Regions from separate parts of the Sus scrofa genome. Here region 1 is linked to region 2. The links are chromatin contacts, called in public HiChIP or PLAC-seq maps. All regions are on one chromosome and are shown on one strand. Each heading gives the region's core, a stretch centred on a gene start, on an enhancer-like site or on the middle of the called end of the contact. The rest is flanking DNA. Distances are from core to core; before and after follow the strand shown. Region 1 overlaps ANK3 (ankyrin-3). Region 2 overlaps ANK3 (ankyrin-3).

Evidence for each region. HiChIP or PLAC-seq counts read pairs in DNA pulled down with a chosen protein or histone mark.
Region 1: a contact with region 2 is called in an H3K27ac HiChIP or PLAC-seq map of skeletal muscle. The contact joins two enhancer-like sites. A contact is called at or near these places in 3 of 47 Hi-C or Micro-C datasets (fetal heart ventricle, heart right ventricle and skeletal muscle) and 1 of 2 datasets of contacts at active chromatin or transcription factors (skeletal muscle).

Annotation. Positions count from the first base shown.
Region 1 is chr14:63,704,726-63,709,903 of Sscrofa11.1, forward strand. The region is part of intron 1 of ANK3 (ankyrin-3); the gene reads right to left. Among named protein-coding and RNA genes, the nearest start is that of ANK3, 100 kb to the right of the region's middle. Within about 2 kb of position 2,071, at least 8 of the 83 cell types and tissues checked have an H3K27ac peak or open chromatin away from gene starts, as enhancers often do. A contact at or near this core is called in skeletal muscle, where this site is marked.
Region 2 is chr14:63,624,200-63,628,974 of Sscrofa11.1, forward strand. ANK3 (ankyrin-3) reads right to left here. Exons shown (of 47, transcript XM_005671012.3): 8 at 1,009-1,107. Among named protein-coding and RNA genes, the nearest start is that of ANK3, 180 kb to the right of the region's middle. Within about 2 kb of position 1,647, at least 25 of the 83 cell types and tissues checked have an H3K27ac peak or open chromatin away from gene starts, as enhancers often do. A contact at or near this core is called in skeletal muscle, where this site is marked.

The DNA of each region.
Region 1 (5,178 bases), core at 821-3,320, 81 kb after region 2:
TGACGGGACTTCTGTGTGATCTGTATCGGGTCAGTAGCCTTACAGAGTAACTGCTTAGGGCAGGATAATTTCAAATTCAGCCTGTCATTTTATTACACGTTTTTTAAACAGCAGGCCCACCAAAACAGAAAACGTTGCACATATGGGCTGGGATCAAATGCTTTCAGTATTTAGTTGATATATTCTGACATGAGGCAGAAACAAGATTGTCTGCTTTTATTCAACTTTTCCTTGTGGACCTCAGATTTTTTTTAGATTAACTTATTAATTCATAAGAGGCCAAAGTTTTTTCAGGTACATTCTTTATGATCTGTTATATCTACACTTGGCTCAAAACTCCCAGCAATTAGTATTCTCAAAACCAAGTCTCATTAAGTAATCAGCAAATGTCATTATGATTATATAGAAAGTTTTTAGTTCTACAACTAATTGAACAGAATGCATATCCAACATTCAACCTTCAAAATAGCTCATAATTTCTGAAGGGTAAGTTGATTATTTTGGGAGTGATATAACATGATTTTTAGAACTCACCTGCCAATATGCTTTATTACCAGTAAATTACAATGGATGCCTGGAATTCATGAACAACATCTATATCTTTAGTATATCGTCAATGTTGAATCTATAAAGGTCTTTCTTGGAGGCACACAGAATGTTTACAAAGTTTTACTCAGACTAAAATCTCATAAATGTCTACTCTAGAATATAGCAACATTCCATAAAAGTCATAAAAGAATATTCTCTGCTAAAAGATTAAACTACCTCTAGGAATACCAAGGTTAAAACTGAATCCACTTCTTGGTAGAGGGTAACATGAGAAAAAGAACATACATATATATACGTGTGACTGGGTCACTTACTGTACAGCAGAATTTGACGGAACATTGTAAATCAACAATAATAAAAAAATAAAACCAAAAACAAAAACTGAATCCACTTCAAATGAGGTTCAAAGTTGTGAGAGTATTCTCCAAATTGCTTTTTGTGGCACTGAGAAATGACAGTTCTTTTCTCAAAACCATTAACATGTCTGCCTACCTAAGGTTAGATCTAGCACAATGCACTCATTTTTATTATATCTTCTTCTAGTCATTATGATCATTTTATACAAAATGCTCATCTTATGCTCAGAATTTAATATATTGTATGAAAAGCAAATATTTCTCCCCTCTATTCACAGTACATGCATGTTCTTGTAGTTACATAAAGTGATACTAACTGAAGAGATACAGGTAGAAACAAGAGAGCACATGAAATCTTGAAGTCTGCCATAATCTAAACAGTTTTTTGTGAATCCCTAAGAATCAAAGACATCAAAATTTTATAAACATACACCAAATTATTAACCCCTTTCTCCATACAGCATCCCTTAAGGGAAAATGGCTTACTATGTGAATTATTTAAAATTAAGAAGATAATGTATTTATATCTATGTGCAATTCTATGAAAACAAAAATAAAATTACATTTTCCACCCCCAGTTACATCCTCCGTCTACCATTTACATGAGTTTCAAAACCAAATTTTAACTCTATAATGTTTTCTCCTTCAACTGTAAAAGTCCATCCCCCCCTTGTAATTAATACAGAAAAGACTGAGTTTTAAAGCTCTCAGATTTCTCTTAGAAAAGGGTGAAAATGTAAACCTTCTTACATTCTTGGGTCTGCTAGGCCCTTCCGGCACCCCTAATCACCCACCATCTTTTTTTTATCTCAATAAGCATCCTCTTAAGACTGACCTGAGCTGAGCATACCCCAAATTACATCAGAGGCAAAACGTACCTAGAATCCAGATCAGAGCAAAACAGAAAGAAAGACAGCCCACTGTCCTACACACAGGGAACTCAGGCAGTCCCTAGTGCAGACTGACTGGCTTCTTTCCTTCTGGCAACAAACATTTTGTAAAAGGCACCCCTATTCAGGCTCAAACGGAACTTCCATAAGGAACATGCATTTCATTCGGAAACTGTAGATGCTTACTTGTTCTGGGGAGCCCTCTCCCTCTTCCACTGCCATTCTCTGTGGCCAAGTAGGAAACCTGATAACTCAGTTAGTTAACACTTTGGACAGAGCACCAGGTCTAAAAATATCCACCTTGGGAAACATAAAGGTTTCCCCAACCTCCCAGTAAGGAGGCCAGAGCTGGTCAGAATTTTCTTGACTCTTGGGGTGAGGGGTGAGCGGAGGCACACGGAGTCCGGACGGTGCCTTGGTCCTTACAAATACAGTTGTGCCTCCCAGAATTCCCCACAGAATGACCATATTTGTGGCTTCCAATCAAGCTGCGTGTATTGAGCCATGATGGGGGGATGCCAAAAATAGCAGGGCTATCAGTCGGGAGTGTACCCTGGCTGCTGGGAATCACTCGTGAAACCAGCTTTTGTCATTCTGCTTATCAGCACTTTCCTCATATGCAGGCTCCTCTGACATTCCTTCTGGAGACAATAATACCATTTTCTCCTGTCTCTGGGACCCAGTGAGTCCTGCCTTGGGCTTTTAAAACTTTTAATGTCTTTATTACCTTTATTATTGAATATATGTCTGAGTGTGTGCATGCATTTGTGTGCCTGTGTGCACACATGTGCGCCTGCATGCGCGCGCGCACACACACACACACACACAAAGAGGAAGCATACTGTACTGACAAGGAGAATTCTCTTAAGAACCTAATGTCCTTCTTTCTGAGGACAAATAAAATTGCTCATCTTTTTAAAAATACAGCACTAGGATTTCACGCTGCGGCATGGGCTCAATCCCCAGCTGAGGTCAGTGAGTTAAAAGATGCCACCTTGCTGCAGCTGTTGCTTGGATTGAGTCTGGGAACGTCCATATACCTTGGGTGTGGCCATAAAGAAAAATACAGCATGATACATTTATGATTTATTTAAACAAGTTCTAATCAATAGGTTTCTCAACCCTGTAAGGCTTGAAGGAAAAGGTCCCTAGTCAACTGCATTCAATTTTGCAAAGGCAGTGTGCAAGTCCCTTCATTCACTGCCTATTTAGAGAGTGTCTACTAAGTGTCAGACACTCCTTTAGGTGCTGTGGTGGGTGGGCAGAGAAAGATAATGAACAAAACAGAAAAGATCTCTGTTTTATTGAAGCTTACATACCAGCACGGGTGGGGCTGACAGACTCTAAGCCATAAACTTAATAAATAAGTTTTTGAATATGGTCAATAGGATAAGCACCAAGGAAAAAAGGAGTAAAAAAGGGGGATCATAAGTATGTGTTTATTTTATTTTACATTATCTTTTGTCTTTTTAGGGCCTCACCCGCAGTGTATGGAAGTTCCCAGGCTAGGGGTTGAATCGGAGCTGTAGCTGCCAGCCTATGCCACAGTCACAGCAAAACGGGATCCAAGTGGCATCTGTGACCTACACCACAGCTCACGGCAATGCTGAATCCTTTAACACTCTGAGCAAGGCCAGGGATCTAACCCATGTCCTCATGGATACTAGTCAAGTTCATTACTCCTGAGCCACAGTGGGAACTTCCTGTAATTATACATTTAGTGAGTGCGTATGTAAGCTTAATATTAATAGTAATGATAAAATAAGAGTTCCCATCATGGCTCAGTGGTTAATGAACCTGACTAGTATCCATGAGGATACGGGTTTGATCCCTGGCCTTGCTCAGTGGGTTAAAGAACCAGTGTTGCCATGAGCTGTGGTATAGGTCACAGATGTGGCTCAGATCTCTCATTGCTGTGGTGTAGGCCCGCAGCTACAGCTCTGACTTGACCCCCTAGCCTGGGAACTTCCATATGCCGCAGGTGTGGCCCTAAAAAGACAAAAATAAAATAGTAATGATAAAATAATATTAATATAATATTATTAATTAATGATAATATTATTTAAAATCCAGGGTAGGATTTTAAATTAATAGTAAAATTACTACTATAATTATACTATATAATATTTTTTAATTTTTTTTGTCTTTTTGCCATTTCTTGGACCGCTCCTGCAGCATATGGAGGTTCCCAGGCTAGGGGTCTAATCGGAGCTGTAGCTGCCAGCCTACGCCAGAGCCACAGCAACGCGGGATCTGAGCGGCATCTGCAACCTACACCACAGCTCACGGCAACGCTGGATCCTTAACCCACTGAGCAAGAGCAGAGATTGAACCTGCAACCTCATGGTTCCTAGTCGGATTCATTAACCACTGCGCCACGACGGGAACTCCTATATAATATTTTTAAAGAACATTTTATTGGAGTATAGTTGATTTACAGTGCTGTGTTAGTTTCAGGTGTACAGCAACACTGTATAATATAATGCCCACATGAAATTGCCATTTTTGGAGGTCGAGTCCTTAGGCATACCAGAAATTCCTATGCTTAATTTAATCATAATATAATCATAGCCATCATCATTATTATTTAACAGTTATTAAGTACTCTGCAGGCTAGGCACTGTATTAATTTCTTATGTATGTTCTTTAAGTGCTCATTGCTACACTGTGAAGCAGTATTTCTCACTACAGTTGTGAAAGAGAAACTAAAGTTCAGAGACATCAGGTAACTTGCCAAAAACACCAGCTAGAAGGCAGCCGGGACCAATTCTAAAGTGATTCTAAACGGAAGGTCACATACTGATAGCAAACGGCAAATGCATATTTTCTTGGATTCTGTGTTGTAATAAAATATTTTCAGTTGTCAACACTTACACACTGAGAGATTTCAAATCAAAATCTAGCGTTTCTGTCTAAAACAAAACAAAAAAAGCAAGGATCTGGCAAGTCTGAACCCACGTTTCTGCTGGGCTATGCACGCCTTTATCTGTTGAGTGACAGCTTCCCGCCTCTGCCCTCAGAACTCCCTGCAGTCTGACCTCCTCTTTTCTTCATTCCTTGACTTTATTTATTTATTTATTTTGTCTTTTTGTCTTTTCTAGGGCCGTACCTGTGGCATATGGAGGTTCCCAGGCTAGGGGTTGAATCAGAGCTGTAGCCGCCAACCTACACCACGGCCACAGCAACGCAGGATCCGAGCCGCGTCTGTAACCTACACCACAGCTCACAGCAACGCCAGATCCTTAACCCGTGGGACCAGGGATCGAACCCGCAACCTCATGTTTCATAGTTGGATTCGTTAACCATGGAGCCATGACGAGAACTCCATTGCTTAACTTTAGATGCCTGCTGCCCAGAGGTATTTGAAGCTGGGCCTCTATTCA
Region 2 (4,775 bases), core at 397-2,896:
GATCACACTGAACAAGCAGCATGTCAAACACTGAGCTAGACTGATACGTGTTGAAAAAAGTTTTTTACATTGTGGTAAAAAACACATAATCACACATCTATAAGTACACTGCTCAGTAGTGGTAACATTTTCACATTGTTGCATAACATCTCTAGAACCTTATCTTGCAAAATTGAAACTCTATCTCATTTTCCTGTCCTCAGATTCCCAGACAATCACCTTTCTACTGCTGTTTCTATGATTTTGTCCACTCTAAATACCTCATCTATTGGAATCATCCAGTATTTGTGCTTTTGTGACTGGCTTCTTTCACTCGGCATAATGTCTTCAAGACTCATTCATGTTGTAGAATGTGACAGGATTTCCTTGTAAGGTTGACTAATATTGTGCTGTATGTATATCCCACATCGTCTTTATCCATTTATCTGTCTGGATATTTGGGCCGCTTCCACCTCTTGGCTACTGTGAACAATGCTGCAATAAATATGGTTGTGCAAGCTTGGCTTCAAGATACTTTCAGTGCTTTGGGGTGTATACCCTCAAGGAAAGTTGATGGAAAATATGCTAGTTCTAGTTTGTTTTTTGAGGAACCTCCAGACTGTTTTTCATAGTGGTTGTTGCATTTCACATTCCTACCAGCAGTGGGCAAAGGGAGACCAATTTGTTTTTAAATAGAACAACTGCCAGCCTTCGTCTCAAACTGGCCCAAGAGCTCTGCCTGCAGTATCAAGAGCGATTACATGCTTAAAATTTTAACTCGACTAAAACTCTAGACCTAGGCCTTAGTCTCTATAATGAAAGCCAGGAATGATTTAAACGTCTGTTAAAGACTTCTAAATATGGGTCATTATCCCATTTTAAGAGACATAAACTGAGCAGCCCTTTTTGAAAAGACTACAGAAATGAAATAAAGAGAAAGCCAGGACTGAACCAGCAATAAAGGTATCAGGAGAATTATTCCCGCTTCCTGAAAAGAAGTGTAAACACGTTCATGAGTTGTACCCTTACCCTTGTTTTGGCATCGATTTTAGCTCCTCGATCAAGTAATAGTTTCACCATATTGGCATTTCCTCTTTTTGATGCAACATGTAAAGGAGTGATGTCATTCTGTGGAAGAACAAAAAAAAAAAAAGCACAGTTTTATTATCTCTCTCTCTCTCTTTTTTTTCTTTCAGCCAGGTTCACAGAATGCAGAAGTTCCCAGTCCAGGGATCGAACCCTAGCCGCCGCAGTGACCTGAACCACAGCAATGACAATGCAGGTCCTTAAGCTGCTGAGCCACCAGGGAACTCAGTTTTATTATCTTGAGTTCAACAGAAACACTGCTTCATAAAACTTCCCCAACACGTTCTCAGGCTTTTTTTTTTTTTTTTTTTTTTTTTTTTTTTTTTTTTTTAATCCATTGTGAACAGAATGTTTCCCAGCATGTCTCTGTGTTAGGACTTTCACTCAGGAGGAGATCCAAAAGAAGGATGAATGTTAAGGGATACACTCTGTGGGGTAGGATCCAATTTTATTTCACTTGACTGATGGACGAAATGGTGATTGTTTTTGTCCTAACATTCTGTGCCTTTAAGTCACTGCGTTTCCCTATAAATGTGTCTAATGCACTCTGGCTACTGCGTGGTTGCCTAAGTGGCCGATGAGTCAGCTGAGACTTGGTGAAAGGAGTGTCATGTTACTCAGAGCCTGCTCTGGGTCATCTGAGTATAAGCTGTCACAGAGATTCAAGAGTAACTCAAACTGGGCAATTTGTCACTGCTCTACATGGTCACAGGGCTTCCCATGCATGCTGGGCTAAAATATGTTCACAGGCATTTATTAGCATCTCACAAAAAATGACTGTGATGATTTTTTTTTTCCAACTACTTCTGAGGAACAGACATACTGTCAGGACAATCTGATACTCCAATCATGGTCCCTTCAACACCATCCTTTTTTTCCTCCAAGTATCTTACAGGTGCTGTGATTCTTTCCAGGCTGTGAAGAAAATATATGTATAGAATGAAAACATTCTCTATTTTGCATCCTTATTCTTTTTTTTTTTTTTTTTTGGTAATGTAGTAGAAGTGGATTGCTTTAAACATTAATTTTTCAGTATAGCAGAAAAAGGAAGCTAAACCACTAGCCAAAGAGAACATCTATCTGCTCCTAAAGAATCAAGAACCTGATTCAATGTTTAGAAACACACATACTTAAATTTTGGTTGAATTGATCAATTTCAATGTGTCATCTGGTTTGAAACCCAAAATGTGAGACGTAAGGAGATATTAACATATTATGGGTCGTGAAGACCTCAGTTACACGGTCCTTCCAAACTCAGGAGATGTTGGGCATCCTTCTGCCAAAACAATAGCTCCCTATTCTTGTGTAGTAACAATATGAGTTTAAGGCTTGCAGTTCACAAAAGTCAATTACATGATAAATGAACAACACTTATAAGGGGTTACATTTTTGTCATGTGACAGCAAATACAACATAAAAGCTATCAAGTTTTGGAGTTCCTGTTGTGGTTCAGTGGATTAAGAACTCAACATAGTCTCTGTGAGGACACAGGTTCAATCCCTGGTCTTGCTCAGTGGGTTTAGGATCTGGCATTGCTGTAAGCTGCAGTGTAGGTTGCAGATGTGGCTTGGATCCCCCATTGCTGTGGCTGTGGTGTAGGCCTCAGCTGCCATTCAGATTTAGTCCCCAGCCCAGGAACTTCCATATGCCACAGGAGCAGCTGTTAAAAAAATAATAATAATAATAAACTGGGTAATTTATTATGTAAAGTTTGCTACATTCTGGATTTGGCTGATTGCACCCTCATGGAGTGTTAGCACATTCTTTTCGTATTTTCTATAAACTTTTCTACTTAGATACTTTTAGTAGTGACTACATTACCACATTCTTGCATCTGAACAACTTTTGTCTCATTATTCTTGGGTGCCAAAGTACAACTCAGTTCAATAATAGTTTATTAAGCGAAAGGAGAAAAAGATCCAAGCAAAACAAATGTGTGTTAGTGAGGCTGGTGGCGAGTAGACAGGACTAAATAGCTCTAGACCAACCGGTATGCATACTTTTTCTGCCATGAGGATGCAATCAGCCAAATTCAGATATCAAACATTTCTGGCTTTTCAGGCTGCACAATCTCCATTGCAATTCACCAGCACTGCCTTGATAAAGCAGCCTCACACAATATGCACAGAAATGGGAGTGGTTGGGAGTTCCCACTGTGGCACAGTGGGTTAAGAATTCAACTGCAGTGGCTAGTGTTGCTGCAGAGGTGTGGGTTTGATCCCTGGCCTGGTGCAGTAGGTTAAAGGATCTGGCATTGCCATAGCTGTGGCATAGGTTGCAGCTGTGGCTCAGACTCAATCCCTGGCCCAGGAACTTCCATATGCTGCAGGTATGACCATTAAAAAAAAAAAAAAAAAAAAAAAAAAAAAAGAAAGAAAAAGAAGAAAAGAAACAGAAGAAACAGGAGTGGTGGTGTTCCAGTAAAACTATTTACAGAAACGGCTGGTGTGCTGGATTTGGTGAGTAAGCAATAGTTGATTGACCTCCACTTCAGACCCATTGGCTTGTGGCTGAAGGTTTCAACCATGTGCTACAGATTATAGAAGAGGAAATCAAATTATAGGCTGTGCATTGTGTATGCTTTGGCCTACTTTGGTGTGGACACTTTGGGGTGTAAAGGAAAGCTGGAGGAAAGAAACTTCCTGATGACTTTTTGACTGTCTAGCTTGCCTCTTTGTCTGAGTGCAAGTGTATAACTGACCCAAACAGCACCACGGATGAATTCTAGACCTGAGGCAGATGGAGCGTCAGGATAGGCCTAGAGGAAAGGTGGTCTAACAGGAGAGCTTTCTTGAGCTCAGGGTCCTATATGGCATGGAGACCTCATTACTCCCCAACGTGTCAGGGCTGACATGCTATTTCCCTTTAAAAATGTGCCTTTGCCCTGGTGTAGAAGAACTTAATTAACCTTTATCACAAGTGGGATAATTTTAGTGAGAGGAAGAGCTCTCTTTCTAATTGTGGCCTCTTCCATATTCATGTGCTCTCATACGGTGATGCGAGGATGTCAAAAGGGTGTCTTGAAATTTGAACTCCCACGTTTTTCTACACTTCTCTGACCCCTTCTAGAGGGATACTTTCTATTTCTAGAGTGCTTTAGAAAATGCTGTACGTTACTTACATAATTTCATTTTACCTTCACAACAATCTGCTGAAATAAGATCCATAACTTTTTTTTTTTGTCTTTTTTAAGCTATTTCTTGGGCCTCTCCCGCGGCATATGGAGGTTCCCAGGCTAGGGGTCGAATCGGAGCTGTAGCCACCGGCCTACGCCAGAGCTCACAGCAACGTGGGATCCGAGCTGTGTCTGCAACCTACACCACAGCTCACGGCAATGCCGGATCGTTAACCCACTGAGCAAGGGCAGGGACAGAACCCGCAACCTCATGGTTCCTAGTCGGATTTGTTAACCACTGTGCCACGACGGAAACTCCAAGATCCATATCATTAATCCCATGTGAGTGATAAATAAACTGAGGAACAGACCTGGTAAGTAATTTGTGTATTAATAAGAGACAGCTAATTAGAGACAGAATTAGCAGCAGAATTCAGTTTTCTAGATGCTCGGAGTGGGGAGGGGGTGTGTGTGGTATTTTCAGGCAGGGATCAGAAAGGCTCTGCCTGAAGACTATTGCGTCTTATCTCTGTCAAAAGGGGCTGAACAGGTAGTGACTGCTTCCGTCAATTAAGAACAAGTTAGGAGTTCCCGT